2 separate regions of the Pan troglodytes genome follow, and region 1 is linked to region 2. A link is a contact called in public Hi-C data. All regions are on one chromosome and are shown on one strand. Each heading gives the region's core, a stretch centred on a gene start, on an enhancer-like site or on the middle of the called end of the contact. The rest is flanking DNA. Distances are from core to core; before and after follow the strand shown.

Evidence for each region. A called contact is a pair of places that touch in the nucleus more often than the background predicts.
Region 1: a Hi-C map of stem cell-derived neural progenitor cells shows a contact between it and region 2, with 4 times the contacts expected there. The contact joins two enhancer-like sites. A contact is called at or near these places in 2 of 7 Hi-C or Micro-C datasets (blood and stem cell-derived neural progenitor cells).

Annotation. Positions count from the first base shown.
Region 1 is chr7:139,128,125-139,132,683 of NHGRI_mPanTro3-v2.0_pri, reverse strand. No RefSeq gene overlaps it. Among named protein-coding and RNA genes, the nearest start is that of MIR1208, 700 kb to the right of the region's middle. Within about 2 kb of position 1,958, at least 7 of the 24 cell types and tissues checked have an H3K27ac peak or open chromatin away from gene starts, as enhancers often do. A contact at or near this core is called in stem cell-derived neural progenitor cells, where this site is marked.
Region 2 is chr7:138,454,075-138,459,337 of NHGRI_mPanTro3-v2.0_pri, reverse strand. No RefSeq gene overlaps it. Among named protein-coding and RNA genes, the nearest start is that of MIR1208, 28 kb to the right of the region's middle. Within about 2 kb of position 3,742, at least 5 of the 24 cell types and tissues checked have an H3K27ac peak or open chromatin away from gene starts, as enhancers often do. A contact at or near this core is called in stem cell-derived neural progenitor cells, where this site is marked.

The DNA.
Region 1 (4,559 bases), core at 709-3,208, 680 kb before region 2:
TGTGTAGGGGCAGAAAGAGGATTATCCCTTTCCTTCCCATCATTAAAGTTGCAGCTGACACTCTTATAACAAAAGACAGTTTAACAAGAGAAATGGATAACAAATTTATTTGATTAGACTTTTATTCAACAATGGCCTTCAGATTGAAGACCCAAAGATACAGGAAAAGCTGTATGATTTTATGCTTAGGTTCAATGAAGCCAGGACAGTCATGTAGAAATGCGATTGGACAAAAAGGTTATGAGCTGATGGTAGTTGAGTGAGGAAACCCACCAAGGCCTGTCTGTCCAGATTCTTCTTGGCCTCTCTGTTGTAGCTTTTTATTTTTTTTCCTCCCAGGTATGGGGTAGGACTTCTCTGGAATAAAGGTCTCAATTTCTTAATGGCCTGCTGTTACACAGAAAGATGAGGGAAGGTTAGAGTAATATTTTCAGGCTTTCTAACTGGCTTTGGGGGAAAGGGGTTCTGGTTTCTCTGACCCATCCTGGGGAAGAGGTATTCTAATTACTATTCCTCAGGAGAGAATAAGGGGCGAGAGACAGGAGGGCAGAAGTTCAAAGAGAAATTTTGCTTATGAGACTTTCATTTTGGAGTATTGGCTTTTCTGAGCCTCAGCAGCAGATTGTCTGAGTCTGTAGCTTTTAGTACTCTACTCGTTTGTAAAAGAAAACACATTCACTATGCAGTATAGGCTTTGGGTGGCCGTGCAATGCAAAAAGTAAAACTTTGCCAGTCCCTGATGACTTTCATTCTCTAAGAGCTTTACATCAATTAACCTATTGATTCCTTTCAGCAACTCTAAGAGTCAAATTATTATCCTTATTTTTTACCGAGAAGGAAACTGAGGCACAGAGAGTTTAAATAGCTTGCTTATAATGAAAAAGCTGGTATTAGGCAGACTTCAGTTTCAAATCCAGGCAGCCTGGCGCTAGAAGCTGGGCCCATTCTTAACCACCGTGCACACTGCCTCTCATCATGTGGTTGTTAACGACATGGGTTGTGGAATCAGGAAACATTTTCCTTCTGGGCATGGCTTTGGACAACTTACTCAATCTCATTAACTTCAGTTTCTTCATCTGTTACATCATAATAATATCAGTACCTGATTTACTTTGTTCTAATGTGGAGTAAAGGGAGTGAAACCTGAAAAGACTAAGCATGATGCCTAACATGTGGAAACAGCACCCCTAATCAATATTTGCTTTCATTCTTATAGTTTTATTTTTGCCAAGGGTGTCACTTGAGACAGCATAGAGGGCCAATATGGGATCATACTTGAAAAACAGCCTTTCTTGGTGTCCTTAAATTACTCTGCATAGAAAACCTATCTTACTCATTCATGAAACTCACTCTGAAAATATATACATGGACATAATGTGCACATATGTTCTTTCCTGATGAGGAAGGTAGGGAGGGCTCCTCCAGTTCTGCTTTGTAATGCATCTGAGCTCCTGAGTATAATATAATCACTTTCTTTTGTGGCTTTGGATTTATATACACATTACAGCCACAGGCATGCAGGCATATATTTTTAGATCACTCTCTGAAAATGGAGCATCCACATTTTTAAAAATAAACTTGTGCTGGGCTAAAGCTGGAATCAATGAGCGGGGAAAAAAACCCCACAATCTACTCTGCCTGCTCCTTGTCTTTGCAGCTAACCGCCAAGTCTTATTCTTCCACCCTGATTCCAACTGATTCTTTTCTTTTCTATGCTAGAACAAGGGGTGCAGATCTCAGCAAATGACCAGAGTGGAGTCGGCTGTTAAATATACATTTCTGGCTCCTAGAAATTTGGCTCCTGACAAATGTTCTTGAAAACTTTTAGGATGTGGCGGCATATTTCAAAGGCTCTCTTAGGAAACCTCAAGTGAAATCAGGCTTCTCACAGATCCTCTTCAGGCTGTGACCTCACCTAGTGCCCATTGCAGGGGACTGGATCCAGTGAATACAATCAACTCCTATCCATGGACTCCGTGAAAGACAGGAAGGACACACCTCTGCTCCCAGTCCACTCAGTGTATCCAAACAGCCAGGAAAAATGTTTTCATGGCTGATTACTGTTGCTGAGGCAACTCTATTGATCCTTCCTATGGTAATATTGGCAGCTTCCCCTGGGGATTGGAGAGTGGGGTTGGGTGACAGTTCTCTGGGTAAGAGACCAAGGCATTGTTAAAAAATTATCCCCATACCACACTCTGTTCCCAGTCCCCAAAAGTCAAATTGCAAAGCCTGATTTTAAACTCTGAAGAAATGCCCAATCTCATGATTGTAGACAAACAGAGCAGAGGAGGTCCCTGGGATTGATGGGAAAGACCTCACTGGAAGAAGCTCAACTTCCCAAGACAGGGATAAGGGGAGGAGTCAGGAAGAAAAGAGAGGAAACAATTGTCATTCAGCTTCTAAAGGGTCAGAGGCAGCACCAGGGGCAAATCCTTTAATTTGCCACTTAGGAAGATTTAGAAAGGTTTTGGGGGGATAGGGGAGGTCAGTGAGAAAATGGGAGATTACAACAATTATAAAGGAAAAGAATTCTGTTCACCCGGTACCTTGGGGAAAGTTTTAAGGCAGACAAGATAGAGAAAAGATATTAGTAAAACTCTCCAGGAATTAATGGTATTGCCAGTGACACAGATTTGTAATCTTCCGGGTTAAACTCAGACAAGATCAAATCCTTTTGGAAATGCAGTCTGCACTTTCGGAACGACAGCAGTCACTGTGACTTCGTCACTTTATGTGCTATTTTGCTTCTAAAGGGCTTCAAAGTGTCTGCTTCTCTTACTCCAGCCTGCCTTCAGAATGAAATGAAAAAAAAAAAAAAAATTGAGGGAACAGATTGACTCTGAAGCATTCCAGAGAGAAGAGGTTCGGCACATAATCCCATTCCAAAACAATGTTATCAAAAACAACTCTTTGCCTTTCACCTTTTCATTGTTTTCTGAACACACCCAGGTGGAAGGAGCTCTAGGTTTGCTTTCAGATTTGCCAGGGATGGAAACTCAGACCCCAGTATCAGCAGCATAACTGCACGATTTATATAACCTCTCTGAGGCTGAGTTTCTGTCACCTCTAAAGTGGGAAGCATATCATTTGAGGAGGCTACCCCAGCATGCTACAGGCTCTTGGAAAACATAACCTATTATTTCTGTTGTATCTAGTGACTCCCAAATGTAAAGCTAACCTATTATGTTAAGAAGACTTAACAAAAGGTTTATAACTATTTGAGGAAATTGATTCCATGCAGGCTTGGGAATTGTTTTCAAAGTCAGAAGAGAAAATGCTATTTTATCAGTATTGCTTAAACAGAGCTTAAATAGTGTCGCTGTTTCTTTTAAGAGGCGAATTGGACTGGGCTCACATTGCACGTATATTTCATCTACAGTTGCCACATATGTGTGTTTTTCTCAGCAAGCAGCACATATGGAACAACTCTTTATGGAAAATAAGAGTGATGTCATCTGCCTAGCAATACCAGGATATGAACTCAGACTCCCACAGTGCCGTTGGATCCACACAGCTACCAGCGCGCTCTGAGGAAGGGAGACTATTTTGAATGTTTCCGGAGTTGTATGCTTTGATTTTCTTCTGAGAAATCACTGGGAGGGTGTAATCTGATTTCCACAAAGAGAAATGGGTGTGTGGGGACAGAAATAGTTTATTCTTAGGGATTCCTAAGGAACTCTTTGAAAGTGTTTCTCATATTTCGGAACAGAAAAGTAAAAAATGGAGCAAATGTGTTCTATTCCCTTTTATGTTGAGGAAAACAGTTCCCCTGTCCTTTCAAGAACTCCTGTCCCAGGGAATCTGCTGAGACTTGCTATTCAGTCTGCATTCTTCTGTGGCATTGCTGAACAGATTAGCTGTAAAGAGAAGTTTAGTGCTTCTCCGATGATTTAAGTTATTTTAAACAAGGATTTCAGGATGAAATGAAAGGAAGCCAGCTATTGGGGCATGTTCTCTCCTTGAGGAAAACCTGTTTGTTTGTTTCCTTGTCTTACAACAGATAATTTAAAAAAATTAAAGTTTATTCATGCAACTGTATTGTGATGGCTTAAATTCCATTCTTTGTAGCTCTATACAATGCCCTTCATTAGCGTTGATCTCCCTATAGAAAGATCCTTGGTAGTTACTTGGAATTCAGGCTCCAATTCAGGCTCCAGTCTGTTAAGAACTAATCCCTATAAGCTTGTAGGAATTGCCACCCTGGGCTGCACTGAGAGAACTGCCCGGTGTAGCTGGAGAGGTCAACTGGTGGTCCCAGGACTGATTTCTTGCAGAAAGTAGGTTTGGTTTGGCGGAGTTTTTGAAAAGGATTTAAGTTGACATGCTTTTAGCCAGGGGTATGCACTCTTTTCACCTCTGATCCTAGCTGTCCCTAGTACAATTACCATTGGCCTTAGAATCATGTGAAATTACCTGTTTAGTTCCCAGAGGCATTTGAATTTGGGACCCTGGAACTGGAAGGGGCACCCACAAGATCTAATAAGGTGTAAATTCTTATAAAAAAGTTCACCAAATCCTGACAGTGATCAAAGTGAAGTCACTTACCTCAAATCTCA
Region 2 (5,263 bases), core at 2,493-4,992:
CTTTTTCCATCCTTATCTCCCATAAGATATCTGAGGCCTCCTCAGATGCCACGGAATAAAATTTGAAAAACACTGGATGAAGTCAACATTTTTCCAACTTTTCAAACTTAAACCTCAGTAAGAAATGCATTTTACATAGTGACCCAGGACACACTGACATATAGATAACTGAAACTACTGCTCTCAAGACTACTTCACCCTAAGTACAACAAAATCTCATGTTTTCTATTCTACTCATCTCATTTTTTGAATGTCAGCCATGAACTACTAAATTGATTTTATAAGCCACTAAACAAGCAATGCCCCATAGTTGGAAATTATTAGACTAGATGATCTCTTGAAGAAGTCTTTCAAGTTTTAAACTCTATTGGCCTAGGGTTCTACAGCTTCTGTATCCTCAATTTCTATTGTTTATTCCCAGGGCAGAGAAGGAGGTGATGGTCACCTCCAAAAAGAGCGGAAGTTAAGTTCTAGATAAGCCACAATCACGCTCCCCAAGTGCATGAAGACCACATAATCTCGTGGGCGTGAATAAAATCAATGGATCACTCTTGAGAGGAAAGCTCACTCTGGAGTCAGACTACCTAAGTTTAAATCCCAGTTACTCAGGCTTATTACTTAACCTGCTTGTCAATAACTACCTTCTCTGAAATTTATGCCTAATAATTGTTACCTACCATGCAGGGTCATTAATAGGATTAAATAAGATAGTGTATAATGAATGTAGCTCAGTGCCAGGAAAACATGAAGTGCTCCAAGTTCTCTAGTATTGATAGGAAGTAAGCAGTTATTTTTTTTTGGAAGGAGTGAGCTCAATTATCAAGACCAAAGATGTATAAATTACTCCCCGCCCCCACCCTCTGCTTTAATAAGCAGGGAGATGTAGGTTCAAATTCTTTCTCTGCCACTGACCAGGTGTGTGGTCTTAGATGACTCACAGTTTCTGAGCTTCAAGATCCTCAGTTGTGAAATGGAAATAACAAAACCTATCTGATAGAGTTGCTAGGAGGATATTAGGAATAATGATAAAACAATGAATATAAGACACCTGACCCAGGACTTGATATATAGTAAGTGCTCAAGAAAAAGAGCGGCGGGAGAAAGAGGGAAACACCCTAACAAAATCTGGCAAAAAAAAAAAAAAAATCAAAGTGCTTTGAAAAGCAATTGTTGATATTTTTGCTTTTGAAATAATGAAATGAAAATGAAAGAAATAATCACAGCCAGATCACATTGGTTATTTTAACCGTGATGCATTGCTGTAAAATGCAGAGCCCTACTAAGATGTTCCAGCAACATAAAATTGTGGAATTCATCACTCTATCACATGTGTGTGTGAGCATGTGTGTGTGAGAGAGAGTGAGAGAGACATCTGTTTGACTCAGAAAACACAATCATCTTCAGTGTGCCACACAGTGTGCTGAGGTTACAGGATAAACAGGGCAAGTTCCTGTCATCAAGAAACCTATACTTTATCAATATCTCATCTCCCTCTCTGTCTCTCTGAAGCTCTCTCCTCTTTTTATTTAGCACTTACTAGGTTATAGGCACTGTGTCAGGTATTTTACATCATTTCACCTAATTCTCATAGCAACCTGATCAGACAGGATCTGTTATTCACACTTCATAGTAAAGAATCCTAAGGCCACATAACTGTTCAGGGCAGAGCAAGGATGTGAAATCAGGTTTCTTTATTAACCCCTAGGTCCTCTATAACTTCCTATAGGAGCACAAACGTGTGATATCTTTCCTCGTCCTTCCTCGTCATAAGGATGGCACCCTTATAACAAAAGAAAGGATGACAAGAGAAAAGCATGATAATTTTTTTAAATGAAAGTTTGGTGTGACATAAGAACCTTCAAAATGAAGACCCAATGAGCTACAGAAAACTATCCATTTTTATGCTTAGATTCAATGAAGAATGGACTGCCATGTAGAAATGTGATCAGGCAAGAGGATATGATCTAATGGTAACAGAGGGGATCTCAGCATGATCTGTCTGTTCCTATTCTTCTCGGCTTCTCTGGGTGACATTTCTTCCTCCCAGGTTTGGGGTAGGATTCCTCCGAAATGAGAGTCTGATGACCTGCTATCCAATAAGGTAGGGCAGAGAATTTCTTTTTGGCCAGCTCCTCCACAGTAAGGTGGGAGAAAGTTAGTGTAGCATTTCTAGTTTCTGTGGCTGGTTCTGGGCAAAAAAGATGAGTGGGAGCAGAACTTCAAAAGGATCTCACTTCTATGAACTCCCTATGTCCTTCAGCTCAAAGTACTCAGCAGGCCATGGTGCCATACTTTGGGGTATCATGTTCTAAACGCCAACATTCCCAATTCTACTCCTATGAATTGATAAGCATAGATAGAAAGTTCACCAGGTATAACATAAAATACTAGCTATGTGGTGCCTCTCTGTGTAGATCATAACAGCATAGGGTAGGAGCTGAGAACAAGGATTTCAAACTTGGCTAGATCTAGGTTTGAATTCTTGTGGTACCACTTAGCTCTGTGGAGAGAGAGAGAGAATTGGATTGAAACATGATATAAAGTTTACATAAATACATACACACCATACACACACACACACACACACACACACACACATACATGCACATACCACCACTCCCATAGGCTCACTGTGAAAGGTACCTTAAGAGAAGACTGAGATCTAATTCAATCTCCTTACTTTGCAGTGGAGAAAATCAACCCTCGGTGGGGACAAGGGCACAGTGGATTTCCTGCCAGTGCTCCCACAGGGAGGGAGAGACTGTCACCATTGGTACCCCAAGCTCCAGCACCTCAGCCCTGTGCTTTTCCCAGCACTGCATCCCAGGAGCCCAAATTTTCTATAAATGTGTCCAAGTTTTCAAGTGGTTACTCCTGAGGTCAAAGGAAATGGCCATCCCGGATAATGCAGACTCTTGAAGAGGAAGAAAGTTCCTCTCATTCTGAGATTTTCCTCTATCTGCTTCGTAGAGGTCAAGAGAAGGGCAAGGGAAAGCTCCCATGACTTGACTCCTAGGTCTTCACATCCAAGAATGTAGTGGAGGTTTAAATAAATCAGGCTGTAGGCAACAATTCAGACAGGCTCCCCCACATGTTTTATGATTTTTGTTTTGTTCTGTTTTGTTTTGTTTTGTGTTTTTGTTTTTTTTTTCCCCCTAGTGGATACCATCAGCTGTCTTGTTGCTACGAGACCAGAGTGGGTGGGAAAGGCCAACAGCCATATTTTTCAAACTTATCTGCAAAACCGGTTTTGCCCTTGCTCCCCCAAGGGGTTCTACTTCCTTAGGAACAGGATGTTACAACTAGGCAGATGGAGAGAGTGAGACTACATTTTTCGAGAAATGGACTGAGCTTTTCCTGGACATTTGGTGTCATCCAGCAGAGTACTGGGAGCTGCCAATTACAGGTCTGATGCAATGTTTGGGAAACAGCCGCAGAGTACACATGACTCAACAAAATATTACGATTTGCATTCCTATCTCTTGGGAAGTTGCACTTATCAGCACCAACAAGTGTCATGCGGTCAGCGAGAGTGCTGGGCTGAGTTTGTCATTGGAGAATTAAAAAGGAATTAAAAAAAAAAAAAAAAAAAAACCAAGAAGGGGTTGTGGGGAGGTGAGTGTTTGAATCATTCCGGGACTTTCCTTTCGGGTTGCATTCCAATCAGACAGACCTAAACCTGGCAGAGCCATATCATTGCTCAATGTCAGAAACATTCGCCTGGAATGCGGGGACATGTGAACTTGGACACCCCCTGCAGCTTCCTTGTGTGGCCCAGAATGCTGAATCCACCATAAACACACCATCAGGAGAGCAGAGGCAGAGCCCAGAGCCGGGGTTAGTGGGGAAGTGGCACATTTCATATAAAAGAAGACACAAAATGTGATGCTCTCGGCAGCATTCCCTCTAAGGCCTTTGTACAGGCTCACAATGCACACTGATGACCCAAGCAGAGATGGAAAATGAGCTGGTGCATTTTTTTTTTTTTTTTTTTGCCCTTAGAAAAAAGTAAGAATGTGAATTAACTTCCTCCTTCTCTGGGCTTCTACTTGGCAGTCTGAGACAGACCAAAAAAAAAAAAAAAATCCCTATTTCCAAAGAACTCTAAAACTCTAAAAGTGGATATATGTGGACATCAAATTCCCCGCCCTGCCCCTGTCCAGGGACCTTTTCCACCCCAGCTAAGATAGTCAGGGTTCAATCCTTGTCACATGAGTATAAATTAGAACATAAATCAGCATACCCAAAAGCCCATTTACACCTTGCAGCTTGTTCCCGAGCTCAGTCTCCCAGCCAGCAGAGAACTGATCATTGGCAGAGCATTCTGGGTAACTATATGCAAATAATATCACTCCTCCACCCCAATACAGAAGAAAGGAAGGCATCGTAGCCAATCGGCCATTAACAGCAGAAAATAATGGCACAGGGTGCGATGTTCGCAAGGGTCGGAGATACACAGAGTCTAAAAAGTAAAAACAGTCAAGCTAAATCAAATGCATATTATAAACAGGCAGATAGTAAGAATGTGATGGCTTTGTTGTATTTAATTGTCACAACAACCAATGGGATACATACAATAGCTTTTCACATTCACCACTCTGATGATAAACCAGTCAAAACAGCATTGGCAGTCCCTATCACACAGAAGGTATAAACTTACTGCTAAAACAGTGACGATTACTCATGCCAGCTGTCAGAGATGATGCACTCTTTCACATAGGATAGCAATTAGCTGAAATAATCCCAAACCACTGTTGCCCTTAATCCCTAATTGCCTATCTGGGTTTGTGGTTTTGTCTACCAAAACAGACATATAGAGTAGCAAGTGAAAGGGCTTTCCAATGAAGATTCTAGGGTGAGGTTGAGTGTGTCTTTTTGGAAAACTGACAGGTGCACAAAAGATCAGACAGCCAACTGAGGGAGACCAAAGGCAGCATGTTCAAAATTGAGTTTACTGCCCTTTAAACTCTAGAATTAGGGAGGAGGTAGAGGTAGGTTGAACAGAAGATAGAATCACAGTAACTGTGAGCTCAGAGCCGATCCCACTATGGTTTTGGTTATGAACTGATTGGGTGACATTAACATTTTATTCATGGAGGCAATATAATGTAGTGTCATAGATATCAGCAGCCTTAGTTCTCCTTTACAATCTGATAACTCTCATTATGTAACATCAGACAAGTCACTTCTTCTTCATGGGACAAAAGAGCTGAACCCAAGATTACACTTAAAGCTATGGCTATGATTCCTACAAAGGCATTTA